2 separate regions of the Sus scrofa genome follow, and region 1 is linked to region 2. Evidence: chromatin contacts called from public Hi-C data. All regions are on one chromosome and are shown on one strand. The core of a region is the stretch at or near the end of the contact, and the rest is flanking DNA. Distances in the headings are between cores, read along the strand shown.

Region 1 (7,380 bases), core at 3,427-5,926, 73 kb before region 2:
AAGCTTCTGTTCCATCCAAGTCACGCATAAACCCTCTCACGGTGAGAGGGCCCTCAGGATCTGGAGATGCGCTGAAGCAGCCCCCGGGCTCCACGGGCACCAGACAAGACTTGTGTAAAAACACACAAACGATCCCTATAAATCCACAAGGGAAAAGCAGCCAACCCCGCAGAAAGACGAGCAAAAGGCCTGAACACCTCACAAAGGAGCACAACCAAACGGTCCTTACACGCGCAGAATCTGGGAAACGCAGCCACCACCTCACACCCGCCACAGTGACACCGACACCCACCCACCCAAGAGGCCAAGACGAAGGCCAACACGCCGAGTGTGAGGAGGGCCTGGGGGTGGAGGGCGAAGCAGGACCACCAGGGCAGCAAGCCGTCTGCCCGACTCCCACGGGCACGTCCACTCCCGACACGAGCCTCGTAGGAAGAGCGACACCCGGGAACCAAGAGGCAGGTGGGAGAGGGCTCCCGGCAGCACTGGTACCCTCCCAACAGCCCCGAGCTGGCGCTGGCCCAAACGCCCACCAAGAGCAGAGCAGATAAGCCACAGAGACACCACACCAACGGGAACGATCGACTCAACAACGCGGGAGGAATCCCACAAACGTGACATGAATACAAAGCCAGGGACAGAAGCTCCCGTCGTGGTGCAGTGGAAGCGAATCTGACTACTACCTATGAGGTTGCGGATTCGATCCCTGGCCTTGCTCAGTGGCTAAGGATCCAGCGCTGCTGTGAGCTGTGGTGTAGGCCGAAGATGAGGCTTGGATCCTGCGTTGCTGTGGCTGTGGTGTAGGCCAGCAGCTGTAGCTCTGGTTAAACCCCTAGCCTGGGAACCTCCACATGCCATGGGTGCAGCCCTAAAAAGAGAAAATAAAATAAAATTATGAGGGAGTTCCCCGGTGTTCTAGTGGTTAAAATTTGGCACTTTCACCCCGCGGCTGGGTTCAATTTCAGGTCTGAAACTAAGATCCCACATCGAGCTGCTACATGCCTTAACCAAATAATAATAACAACAACAATTATAAAAGCAGTTACCATTGTGGCTCAGCGGGTTAAGAAACCAGCACAGTCTGCCAGAGGATATGGGTTTGTTCCCTGGCCTCACCAAGTGAGTAAGGATCCAGGGTTGCTGTGATTTGACCCCTAGCCAGGAAACTTCCAAATGCCACAGACACAGCCATAAAATAAAAATAATAATAATAAGCTATGAGCAGATGTTTCTAAACCCAAAGTTGCAACGTGCTAAAAATATTGAGTGAAGGAGTTCCCGTCGTGGCTCAGTGGTTAACGAATCCAACCAGGAACCATGAGGTTGCGGGTTCGATCCCTGGCCCTGCTCAGTGGGTTAAAGATCCGGCATTGCCGTGAGCTGTGGGGTAGGTCGCAGACATGGCTTGGAACCTGTGTGGCTCTGGCGTAGGCCGGCGGCTACATCTCCAATTAGACCCCTGGCCTGGGAACCTCCATATGCCGAGAGAGCGGCCCTAGAAAAGGCAAAAAAACAACACAAAAAACACTGAGTGAAAATTAAAAATCAGTATAAACATGGGCGTTCCCATCCTAGCTCAGCGGAAATGAATCTGACAGGTATCCATGAGGATGCGGGTTTGATCCCTGGCCTTGCTCAATGGGTCAAGGATCCGGCGTTGCCGTGAGCTGTGGTATAAGTTGCAGATGCAGCTCGGATCTGGCGTTCCTGTGGCTGCGGTGGAGGCCAGCAGCTGTAGCTCGGATTCAACCCCCTAGGCTGGGAACTTCCATATGCCACAGGTGTGGCCCTCAAAGAAAAAAAATCAGTATGAATAAAACCAGAATGTAATGAACTCAGCCCTCCGGCATAAATCTGCATTACAGTGAGTTAGCCTAAGGATAACCAAAAGCTTAAGTACAAAAGCATATTTTTTCAGTAACACTGTAAACTTTCCTCATGATTTGTTAAAAGCGCATTTATTTTTCAGACATCTGAAACATAACCATGTAAAAGCCGAAGCTGTACTTTTTTTTTTTTTTTTTTTTGTCTTTTTGCCATTTCTTGAACCGCTCCAGCGGCATATGGAGGTTCCCAGGCTAGGGGTCGAATCGGAGCTGTAGCTGCCAGCCGACGCCAGAGCCACAGCAACGCAAGATCCGAGCCACGCCTGCAACCTATCCCACAGCTCACGGCAACGCCAGATCGTTAACCCACTGAGAAAGGGCAGGGATCGAACCCGCAACTTCATGGTTCCTAGTCGGATTCGTCAACCAATGCGCCACGACGGGAACTCCCGAAGCTCTACTTTTAAAACAACCTTTGATGGGCGTTCTTGTCGTGGCACAGCGGAAACTAATTCGACTAGGAACCATGAGGTTGTGGGTTGGGGGTTCCATTCCTGGCCTAGCTCAGTGGGTTAAGGATCTGCTGCTGCCGTGAGCTGTGGTGTAGGTTGCAGACGTGGCTCAGATCTGGCATTGATGTGGCTGTGGTGCAGGCCGGCAGCTGTAGCTCTGATTTGACCCCTAGTCTGGGAACCTCCATATGGCCCAGGTGCGGCCCTAAAAAGCTAAATAAATAATCTTTGATGGAACTTTTTTATTTTTGGTCTTTTTAGGGCTGCACCCCAGGCATATGGAAGTTCCCGGGCTAAGGGTCGAATTGGAGCTACAGCTGCCGGCCTCCACCACAGCCACATCAATGCCAGATCTGAGCCGTGTCTGTGAACCACACCACAGCTCACGGCAATACCACATCCTTAACCCACTAAGTGAGGCCAGGGATCGGATCTGCATTCTCCCGGATGCTAGTCAGATTCGTTTCCGCTGAGACGACAGGAACTCCTGATGAAACCTTTACAAAAGCAGTACCGGAGCTCCCACTGTTGCGCAACGGAACTGGCTGTTTCTTGGGAGCACTAGGACGCAGGTTCGATCCCCCACCCAGCACAGTGGATCAAGGATCCGGTGTTGCCACACTTGTGGCTTAGGTCGTGACTGCTCCTCGGATTTGATCCCTGGCCCAGGAGCTCCATATGCCACTGGGTGGCCACAAATGAAAAAAACACACAAACAAAACACAAAACAGTGTAAATGATCTAAAATGTGGCACAGCTGAAGCTACCTTCAGAACAGAGGCAGACTCAGCCAAAGTGTGGTTTCGGAGGCGAGGGAGTGGGAGTTTGGGTTAACAGACACAGACTGTTACATTTAGGACCGGGTAGACAGAGACCTCTGCACAGCACTGGGAACTATGTCCAATCACTTGTGATGGAGCATGGCTCAAGATAATACGAGAAAGAGGGTCACTGGTTCACCGAGCTGTACAGTAGAAACTGACCGAACTATGTAAATCAACAACAATAAAAAATTTAATAAAAAAGGATAAATGTCACTGTAAAGTAATTAACACCATTTACAAGCCTCTATCCTTATGCTGAAACTTAGTACAAGGATTCGTCTGCCACTAAGGAGACAGAGGAGACCTTGCATTTAAGGGCCTCAGAGGCAGCAAGCTTTTCGATTTTGCCTTTTTTTCTTTTTTTTTTTTGAAGCTGCCTCTCCCCTCCCTTACCCACCTGTTTTCACTGAAAGCACATTTCTCAAAGAGTTTTCAAAACCACGTTAACTCCTTAAAGAGTTCTCAATTACTATCAAAACCTATTAAAAACCTGCTGGTCCTCCTTCTGGAATTCAAAACTCATAGTGTTCAACCCCTTGCTTACTCCCCAGCGTCTAACAAGTGGCCCCCCAAGCGCACCCCGAAACCCCCGCGGTGGGGCCACACCGCCTGCGGTCCCCAGCCCCACCCCTCCAAGACCCTGCCCCGCCCCGGTCCCCGGACACACGTCAGTCTCCTTGGGCCCCAGGCCAGAACCTCGGAGCCAGCACCCCACAAGCCACTGACCCCGCGCCGACAGAGCCGGCCGACCCCGGCCCGGTCTGTTTGAATCTATCTGCTCAGAACTTTCTCCACAAATACCGGCACCGCAGCTCCTGCTTCTGGATCCTCTACAGTCCGGTTCCAAAGCCGGCGAACAAGGGGCCCCGCACCCCGCCGGCCTCGAAACGCGAAACAAGCCATTTCCCCAAAGGCGTGCTGCACCCAACAAAAGAAGAAAATGTGCATCCGGCGGCATTTTCTTCTGAAACCAGCAGAAAAGGCGAAGACCTTCGCGGGCGAGGGCGAGGGCCTGCGCGGGTGGGGGAGGGCGGCGAAGGGCCGGGCGTCCGCACCTCGCTCGACCCGGGCCCGTCCGCTGGTGACCCTGAAGCCGCAGGGAAAGCCCGTCAGGTCCGAGGGCGGGCCGGGGCGGTGGGCCGGCGGCCGAGGGGCGTAGCGGAGGGGTGCCCGGGGGGCAGGAGGGGGCGCCGGGGGCGGGGGGCGGGGCGTGCAGGGCCGCGGACGAGCCGCCTGGGCTCGGCGCCGACGCCGCCCGGGGGAGCGGGAGGCCCAGGCGGGACGCCGCCCGGGAGGAGCAGCGGCGGCGGGAGGGCCGGGGCCGGGGCCTCCGCGGGACTCCCCTCACCGTGGTCCTGGTTGAAGCCGGCATACAGCAGCCCGTTGCCGTGCGGGTTGCAGGGTAGGAGGTTCATGGCGCCGCCCGGGGTCCGCCGCGCCTCAGCGCCGCATGCCGCTCAGGGAGGCCGGGGCCGTCGGGGTCTGTCTGGCCAGCGCGGAGGCCGCCGCGGCCGGAAGTGAGAGGCCACCACCTGCGCGCGCAGCCAGGGAGCGCGGAGCTCCGAGCGCATCCACCCGGGGCCTGCAGGCCGGTTAGGAGCGCGAGAGCGTCACGTCCACGGGGGGCGGGGCCGCGCCAGAAGGGGCGGGGCATCTTGGGGGCGGAGCCGGCGGGCCGCTTCTGGGGCGGGGCCTGGCCCGAGGGGCGGGGCCTCATCTGGAGAGGGCGGGGAGGGCTGGGGGCCCGGAACCGCCTGCCTGGGTGGGAGGACACCCCCGCTAGGGCCACCCACCCACCCGTGAACTTCGATTCAAAGTAACAGCTGTGCCCCTCGACCCTCAGGAGCAGGCGGGGCCCAGACCCCCACAGTAACTCAAGTTCCCCCGGAAATCGTGTAAATTAAGGCAAACGTAAGAGACCTTTTCTTATTTTTAATTGATAAAAAGATGTGTCTCGGTGAAAATGACAGTGCACTATGGAGTTTTTACAGGAATGCTAGTAAAATGTACGCAAAAACACCAAAATGGGTGGAAGAGAGGAAATGGAAGTGCAGGTGACCCTTGACCAATGCAGGCCACTTACACAGGCATTTTTCAGTAGTAAGTGCAGCAGCAAGTGCAGAACCGCAGTGACGCGATAGGAGCGCTGACTCCAAATTACACGCAGATTTTTTTACTATGTGGAGAGTGGGAGGACACAGAATCTCCAGGACACACACCTGGCACCCTCACCCCCCACCCCAGGACACACAGCCCCTGGGATCCAGCCCATCCCTGGATAAGGTTCTGGGCTTCCCAGCACCAAGGAGCCAGCCCAGCTCCTATCCAGCTCAAGAGGCCACAGAGGCAGGAGCATCTGGCCTGTGAGTCCCCCCGCAGAGACCCCTCCGGCCTTCCGCTCCACTGTCCACCTCCCCCCACACCCACCCACCTGCAACCCTCTCACTCCATCCACCGTGGGGGTTGCAGGCTGGCAGGGCTGGACAGGCAGCAACCCATGGTTTGGACGAGATCTAATCCCAGACCCAGGGCCCCTTGCGGCACATCCCAGACTCAAGGAACCCTGCTGCTGGAGCCCGGTCTGGCTGTTACCACCTGGAGCTCCAGCAATTACCTGTGGTCCTGGGCGGCGCGTGGGGAAGTGAGGGGCCCAGCTTTTCTCTTGATTTCCCAGAGGCTACCTCCAGGCCACCTCCAATTCACATGTCACTCAGTTCCACTGTGGTACCGGGCTGGGGTGTTTGTGGGGCATCTCCTTACCACAGCCTAACCAGGAAGCTCAAGGCGCTGCACCCACTGCGCTGGGGTTGACAGGAGCCTCAAAGATGTGTCCACCCAGGAGTTCCCGTCAAGCCGAAGCTGTGATGACCCCAACGAGTATCCGTGAGGACTCAGGTTCGATCCCTGGCCTCATTCAGTGGGTTAAGGATCCGGCACTGCTGTGGCTCTGGTGGAGCTGACAGCTGCAGCTCGATTCAGTCCCCAACCTGGGAACTTCCATATGCCGCGGGTACGGCCTTAAAAAGCAAAAACAAAAACAAAAACAATTTGTCCGCCCAGATGCATGATTAAAGATTCTAAGATGGCTCACCTTCACCCTGGGAAGATGGCTTTGAGTCCAATGGCAAACCTTCTCCTTTGGAGAGAGGAGGGGGAGGGGCACAGAGAGGGTGGCCAGGGGTGGTGGAGGCTGAGATTGGGGTGGTGTGGTCAAGGCAGCGAAAGCCAAGGTTTTCGGGCCACCAAGAGCTGGAAGAGGTCTGGGAGGATTCTCCCCCAGACCCCACAACCACCCCCTGGACCCCAGATGGGGGCCCACGCGGCCTCACGACCACCCCCTAGACCCCCAGATGGGGGCCCTCCTGGCCCCATGACGAGCCCCAAGTCTTCTGGGGAGATGGGAAGGGAGAGCAGGACCCTGTCAAGCCACTCCCACCTCTGAGGGCAGACGGGGTTTGAGCCAGGCAGAGGGGCACAGGCTTGCCATAGGTGCTGTGGGAGAGCCCAGCCCCCTTTTGTAAGGAAAACACTACCTAGGGTCTCCACAGCCTTGGCCCCAGGAGGAGATGCTGCCCAGGACCCTCTCGGGGAGACTCTGAGTGTCCCTGTGACCCAGGGTCGCATCTGCAGGTTTATTAAAGGTGCTTTTGCAAGATGAAAAGTGCCGGGCAAGGCCAGGGAGTTTAGCCGCCTGTGCAGAGAAGACGTGCCCTCCCACCCCAACCCACCCCGGCGATGGACAGGTGCGCACGACTCACTGTGCGCGAGGCTCACGGCGGGACACGTAGGTCCGTGGATGCCAACGTGGAAGGAAGCAGGCGTGGTTCACAGACCTGGCGATGGCATTGCTCCTGGGCAGAGGCTCCCCGCACCGGGAGAGGGGCCCCGGCGTAAGGCCGGAAAACGGCCCCAGAGATGCGAACGTGTCACCTCGTGTGGCGGAAGTGACTGTGCAGATGGGCTCGTGTTATGGACCTTGAGCTGGGCCCCAAAGGCCACCCCATTATGAGAGGGAGCCAGGAGGGCCTGTGTGAGCAGAGGCAGAGGTTAGCCCAGTCCAGTGGGGGGCCAGAGAACTGGGTGCTTCCAGCAGCCAGAACCAGAAGAGGCTGGACCCGGTCCTCCCTTGTCCTGTAGAAGAAACCAGCCCTGCCCACCCCTTGAGTTTAGCCCCTGGAGGATTGTTCCGAGCTCCTGACTGCACAGCTGTAGAATGAA
Region 2 (6,989 bases), core at 3,548-6,047:
CAATTTGTGTAATTGTGTTTTTTTTTTGTGTGTGTGTGTGTGTGGTTTTTTTTTTTTTTTTTTGCTTTTTATGGCCACACCCATGGCATATGGAGGTTCCCAGGCTTGGGGTCAAATCAGAGCTACAGCTGCTGGCCTACACCACAGCCACAGCAACACCCGATCCCAGCCACGTCTGCGACCCACACCACAGCTGACGGCAATGCCGGATCCTTAGCCCACTGAGCGAGGCCAGGGATCGAACCCGCAAGCTCGTGGTTCCTCGTCGGATTCGTTTCCCCTGCGCCACGACGGGAACTGCCCTGTTGACTAATGATGTGGAGCATCTCTTCCCTGCTTATTTGCCGTATTTAGGGATGTAAATATTCAGGATTATTGTATCTTCATCAGTTGACTCGCTTTCCATTGCGACCCCCATTCCTTTGCTCTGAAATCTGCTTTGATACTGATAGAGCCCCTCCAGCTTTCTTTTGTTTAGTGTTAGCAAGATTTACCTTTTCTATCCTTTCAGCTGGTTTCTGTTTCTGTTTTTTTTTTTTCTTTTTTGGCTGCCTGCCGCATTTGGAGTTCCCAGGCCAGGAATCAGATCTGAGCCGCAGTTGTGACCTAAGCTTCAGCTGCAGTAATGCCAGATCCTTAATCCACTGTGCTAAGCCTGGGATCAAACCTGTGTCCGGGAGCTCCCAAGATGCTTCCGATCTCATTACGCTACAGTGGGAACTCTAATTTCTGATTTTTGAAAATGTATTTGCAAGTTCTTTGATGGCCTCGCAGGGTGGGGCTCCTGCGTTCTCACCGCTGTGACTCTGGTTGCTGTTGTGAGGCGTAGGTTCAATTCCTGGTCCAGGAATTGCCACATACTGCCTGTGTGGCAAAAAAGAAAAAAAAAAAAAAGAGAGAGAGAACCTGAAATAAATGTTGCAACTCTCTTTAAAAAAGAAATTATTGGAGTTCCCGTCGTGGCTCAGTGGTTAATTAATCTGACTAGGAACCACGAGGTTTCAGGTTGGATCCCTGGCCTTGCTCAGTGGGTTAAGAATCCAATGTTGCCATGAGCTGTGGTGTAGGTCGCAGACGTGGCTCGGATCTGGTGTTGCTGTGGCTCTGGCATAGGCCGGCGGCTACAGCTCCGATTTGACCCCTAGCCTGGGAACCTCCATATGCTGCAAGTGCAGCCCTAAAAATGAAAAGAAGACAAAAAATTTTTTTATTTTTATTTTATTTAATTTTATTATTTAATTTTATTTTTCTTTTTAGGGCTGCATCTGAGGCATATGGAGGTTCCCAGGCTAGGGAACGTATCGGAGCTGTAGCCGCCAGCCTACGCCACAGCCATGGCAATGCTGGATCCTTAATCCACTGATCAAGGCCAGGGATCAACCCTGCATCTTCATGGATGCTAGTCAGATTCGTTTCCACTAAGCCACGACAGGAATACCTGTTTTATTTTTAATATAAAGTGCCTTTCCTGTACACAGCTTATAATTGGGTGTACCCTCACCCCCACCCCTTTTTAAGGCTGCTCCTGCAGCCTGTGGAAGTTCCTAGGCTGGGGGAGAAGTGGAGCTACAATCGCTGGCCTTACGCCAGAGCCACAGCAACAGCAGATCCAAGCCACCTCTGTGACCTACACCACAGCTCATGGCAATGCCGGATCCTCAACCCACTGAGTGAGGCCAGGGATGGAGCCTGAATCCTCATAGCTACTAGTAGGGCTTGTTACTGCCGAGTCACAGTGGGGACTCCTAACCCGGCCTTGCTTTATTTCTCTAACTTGTCGGTCTCTGTCATTCAACTGGGACATTTAGACCGTTCACATTTAAGTGCTTATGGCTATGGTTAGCTTTGACTCTGTCTTGCCATTTCTTTTTTATTTCTTATCTGTTCTTTTCTCTTTTTTCTTCCTTTTGCTCTCTTTCAAATTAACTACGTCTTTGTACTTATCTCCCTTGCTGGCCAGTGATAATCTTTGCTGTGCTCTTTTAGTGGGTGCTCTAGGGTTTAGGCAGGTTTCACGCTTAACTCTGTCCTGTGAGCACCAGCTCCAGCAGCAGCCCTTCCTTTCCCTGTTGCCCAGGTGAACGAGTGGCAGGACGACTGGCCAACCTTCTTCGCGCGGCACCGGCTCCAAGCACAGCTGGACCTCATTGAGAAGGACTATGCTGACCGAGAGGCACGAGAACTCTGGTCACGGCTGCAGGTGGGCACAGCAGTTATCCCCTGGGAGTGGGGCTGTCTTTTGAGCCCACATTTCTGTGGCGCTCTCTGCTAGATAGAGCCAGGATGGAGGCCACTGAGCCTGAGCAGAGTTGGGCAAGGTGTGGACACATAAGTGCCTGACTATTGGCTTGATGGGGAAACTGGGAAGGGGGTGGGGCACTTGGCCCCTGAGCACACCTCTCACCTGCTAGGTCACCAGCTACTTAACCTCAAACTTTCCCCATGGGAAATGTAGGTGCCTGGCTTGTAAATGGCATTTACTGTTACTTTCTTAGCTGCTCTTAGGCTGTTCTGCCTTCTCACCAAGACACAAACGTCTCACCTCTCGGAGCAGATGTGGGCAGCAGGTGCCCAGAGTGGCTGGTTTCAAAACATAACTCGCGGAGTTCCTGCTGTGGCTCAGTGGGTTAAGAACCCACTATAGTGTCTGTGAGGATGTGGGTTCGATCCCTGGCCTTGCTTAGTGGGTTAAGGATCCAGCGTTGCTGTGAGCTATGGCATAGATCCCAGGCTCGGCTTGGATCCTGTATTGCTGTGACTGTGGTGCAGGTCGGCAGCTGTGGCTCCGATTCCACCCCTGGCCTGGGAATTTCCATATGCTGCAGGCGTGGCCCTAAAAAGGAAAGAAAAACAAACTCTTAAATTCTTGTTAAAAAAAAAAAAAACCCACAAAAACCCAAAAAGACAGAACTTGCAAATCAATTCAGGCTGAGCACGCATTCATGGAATTTTAACTCACTATTGAAGTAATCAGGCTACAAAAGAGGTGCTGGTGCAAGTGTGCCGTGAAACGAAGGAAGAGCAAGAACGTTTGCTAAGTTACTGAAGAACAGAACGCCACGCAGGTGATACGGCTCGTATCGCACACGGCAATAACGCCATCACCTCTGAAGTTCTTCCCTGGATGGAAATCATTAGCACTGTAGAACTTCTGGACCTAAATCCCTAGTACACGCGGAGACAAAATCACATCCCCCTGGAGCCGGAGGTCCTTTTCTCTGGGCTTGGTGGTCGGACCCTGAACATACCTTGTTGCCAGGCCCGGGGTAACTCTGTGTCCCATAATTATTTCCTTAGGTGAAGATCCCGGATCTGTTTTGTGGCCTAGAGATTGTCCCCGCCCTTCTTCACGGGGACCTCTGGTCCGGAAACGTGGCGGAGGACGACTTGGGGCCCGTCGTGTATGACCCGGCCTCCTTCTACGGCCACTCTGAGTTCGAACTGGCCATTGCCTTGATGTTCGGGGGTTTTCCCAGGCCCTTCTTCACCGCCTACCACCGGAAGGTCCCCAAGGCTCCCGGGTTTGACAGGCGGCTGCTGCTCTACCAGCTCTTTAACTACCTAAACCACTGGAACCACTTCGGGCGGCAGTACAGGAGCCCGTCCCTGGGCACCATGCGGAAGCTTCTCAAGTAGCAGCCGGCTCCGTCCCGTCCCCGCTCAGGCGCCTCGCAAAGCTGGGGCCGCAGCGCCGGAGGGACTTCAGGACAATAAAGCCCTTGGGGTCTCGGGGATGGAACCGCGTGCTCGGCTTCACCTGTGTCCTCCTTGCAGCTGGGCTAACTTAGGGGGGCCCAGACCACCTGAAAGGTCTCGGACAGGCTCATGGCCTATCCATCTTGCGGAACGTGGAGTTGGGTCCTTTCATGACAGTTGTATAGAAATGCACACAGGTTTGGGGTTCGCTTAGGCGGAAGTTGGTGTCGCGTCTCTCTGTGGATTCCTGTTTCTGGCTTAGGGAGAACTGGGGACCACAGGATTGGCCCAGCGCAGCATCCCGGGGTCTGAGCGGGGCTCCTAGGCCACCCTTACTGAGGTGGATGGTTGGAAAGAAGCTCCCCCCCCCGCCCCCGCGCGCGCCCCATTCGCAGCTGGTGTTCTGCTGGACGGAGGGGGGTGGAGGGGGCGGGAGCCTTGGTGGGGGGTGTGCCTTGACGGGTGCCTGGGGCGGTGGGGTGTCTGGGGTGTCCGGGGTGGTCGGGGTGTCCGGCTGTCACCGTGGAGGGGCGAGACTGCGGGGCACCGGGCACACCCAGAGTGCATCTCTGAAGCCTGCAGCCGCACCGTTCTCACTTCTCCCGGATCACCAATTAGCTCCTGGCATCACCAGCGCCCGACGGCCTCTTCTCTGGAAAGTGCACTGCCTAGCGGCGTGCACCTGCGCCTGAAGACGGCTTTGCTGGAAGGCCGCCACACACAGACACAGAGACACACACAGACACACACACACACAGACACACACACACGCGACCGCGGCCACGCAGGGACGCAGTGCGCGTGCGCGGGGAAGGGGGCGCGGCCCGTCTGAGGTCCGGTCCTCTGGGCCCCGCCCCCACACCGGCCTGGCCGCCCCCCGCACTATTTTGGCGGCCGGCGCGCTCCGTAGCGGGGCCTGCGCGCAAGGTCGGAGGTCGCGGGGCGGGGCCTGCGTCGTTGCCGCCTCCTCCGCCTCAGCTGGGAGCGCGCCTCGCCGCCCGCGCCTCACGCCTGGTGCTCCGCGCCTCACGCCCCTGCCCCGCGCCCAGCGCCCCCGCGGAGCCAGCTGCGAGGTCGCGGGTGCCTTTCGGCCGCGGAGGATGGCCTTGAGCGAGGAGCTGGCCCCGGGCGCCCCGGCGGACGTGGCGGAGGACCGGGCGGAGGATGCGGCGGAGGATGCGGCGCTGGCCCGCGGCGCCGCCCTCGAGTCGTTCGGAGAGAGCGCGGAGACGCGGGAGCTGCTCGGCCGCCTGCCCGCGGTGCTCGGCGACCGCGCGGCTCGGGAGGGCGCCCTGGAGCGGTTCCGGGGTGCGTGCGGGTCGGGGGAGGGAGGGGGCGCGCAGGTGCCCCGAGCGCCCGCGCCGGACCCGCTCCTTTCTGCGCCCGGAGACGGCGCGCGCGGACCCGGGGCGCCGGTCCTCCGGGCCCACGTCCCGCAGTGGGGCAGCGAGGGGTGGGCCGCCCCGCCCTGTGCCCCGGCGCTGGGGCGGTCGCGCAGCGCAGTTCCTCCGAGTCGGCGGTGCGGGCTGCGCGGGAGCCGGAGGGGAGAGGCGAGGCCGAGCGGGTGTGGGGCCGCCGCCCGAGCCGTTAGCCGCAGACCCGCCGCCCGGCCGAGCAGCGCCGTCGGGATGGCGGATCGACCCGCGCCTCAGAGGTTGAGGGTCGGTCTGGATTCTCCAGGTGTAGACAGAGCCTTGGAGCCGACCCACAACGTCCGAACGATTTCTTAGGATTCCCTGCTGAGGTGGCTAAGCAGGGTTTTGTGATTCAGTAAAACCGTCTTCGAGGGCCTCTTTCACTAAAGCAATTTCTTCGCCTTCTGCTTTCCGGGCTTTGTGATGACAGTTCTCACCTGGGAGAGGGACAGCCCCTTGCCACCTGGGCTGGTGGCTTGATTGCTCTGAGTCTGTGTCTCCGGCTGTCCCCGGGGTTGGCACCGGCGGTACCTCGTGCGGGCCCACGGGCTGTCCCAGCCTGGGGAGCGGTCAGAGGAGGACTGACCGTGGTCCAGACTGCTGCCGTAGGCGAAGGCACTGCTCCCATCGGATAGGAGTGAGCCCAGGCTCGGTGGAGTCAAGGAGGCCCGTGGTGCGAGGGCACCGAGGGCAGTTGCTTGGTGTGTGGGGCACTGGGAGAGTGAAGGCAGGGCAGCGTGTGTGTTTCACGGAGGGGAGAACTGGCTTGGCTGTCAGCAGGGGCAAAGGGAGGAAGGAGTGCTGGGCAGGTGGAGAGCGAGGCCAGGACATAGTGGCCCTGGGGGGGCTCCCTCGGGTGGCCTGGACTCTTGGGAGCTGCCCTGGGAGTCAGCATGTGTTTCCAGAGCACCTGTGTCTGTCTGCCTCAGTGATGTTAATCTTACCTTGTTTTTCTCTTTAGTCATAATGGACAAATATCAGGAGCAGCCTCACCTGTTGGACCCACACCTAGGTAAGAATAGAGGCTGATGGTTTCGATTTTATCAGTTACAGATGATCACAAAGGCCTTGGGGTATGCAGTGTGCGTGTGCACCTGTGTGTGTGCGCGTGCGTGCGTGCTCACCAGCAGCGGTAAACGGATGAAGTGCCCGGGTCTGACTTGGTGATGGTGGTGGGCATTCCGCATGTTCTCTTGGCTGCGGGCAGGTGTATTTGAGTTACTTGCTTCCTTGCTGCTGTTTCTTTTGCTCATCACGTGTGTTTTGGTCTGTTCATCTCTGGCACATGTTGTCACCTAGGAGCAAGTGGGTAAGTGCCTTGCTGTGTAATCGTCTTGAATCTCACTGTGTGCTTCTGTGGCGTCTGCATTTCACAAGTGGAGACCCTGAGGCTTGGGTTTCCTTGACTTTAGCATAGAGGGAATGGTCTTTCTGGTTTGTTTCTTTTGGGTCTTACTATTTTCTTTATTTTTTGCCCCATAACGCTTTTTCCCCTTTCTCTTGACCTGCAGTAGGAACACGTGCTCCTGGCGGTGAACTTGGGAAGGAGGAAGGTCGAGACAGGACCTTCAGTTGAACCCGGGACCTTCATGGGGGTGGCAGTGGGTCAGGAACCCCAGGGCTGGACCTCCCCGGTTTACGTCCCCTCCACTGCCGTGTAGCTGCTCTGTCCTGAGTTTTCTCCCTGGGGTGCCATGTCGTCAGCACTGCTGCCCCCAGGGCTGTTGAGACCTTAGACGCGTCACCCCGTGAGGCACCAGGCGTCAGTGTGTGCACACAGGTGCCTGCTGGTTTTTCTTTTTCAAGTAACAAGCGGGCTTGTGGAGATGAGCTTTCAGAGATGTCCACTGTCCCGGCACAGTCCGCCCATCTGAGGCA

Evidence for each region. A called contact is a pair of places that touch in the nucleus more often than the background predicts.
Region 1: a Hi-C map of liver shows a contact between it and region 2, with 1.6 times the contacts expected there. The contact joins the promoter of WDR45B here to the promoter of TBCD in region 2. A contact is called at or near these places in 3 of 5 promoter capture datasets (fetal liver, fetal skeletal muscle and liver), 5 of 47 Hi-C or Micro-C datasets (embryonic fibroblasts, fetal liver, liver and 2 more) and 2 of 2 datasets of contacts at active chromatin or transcription factors (alveolar macrophages and skeletal muscle).

The regions. Positions count from the first base shown.
Region 1 is chr12:520,131-527,510 of Sscrofa11.1, reverse strand. WDR45B (WD repeat domain 45B) reads right to left here and starts at 4,676. Exons shown (of 10, transcript NM_001190296.1): 1 at 4,511-4,676. The coding sequence starts at 4,577.
Region 2 is chr12:447,183-454,171 of Sscrofa11.1, reverse strand. It overlaps TBCD (tubulin folding cofactor D), which reads left to right and starts at 4,797. Exons shown (of 40, transcript NM_001244105.1): 1 at 4,797-5,004; 2 at 6,073-6,123. The coding sequence starts at 4,797. It overlaps FN3K (fructosamine-3-kinase), which reads left to right. Exons shown (of 6, transcript XM_003131131.5): 5 at 2,078-2,200; 6 at 3,298-3,745. The coding sequence ends at 3,636.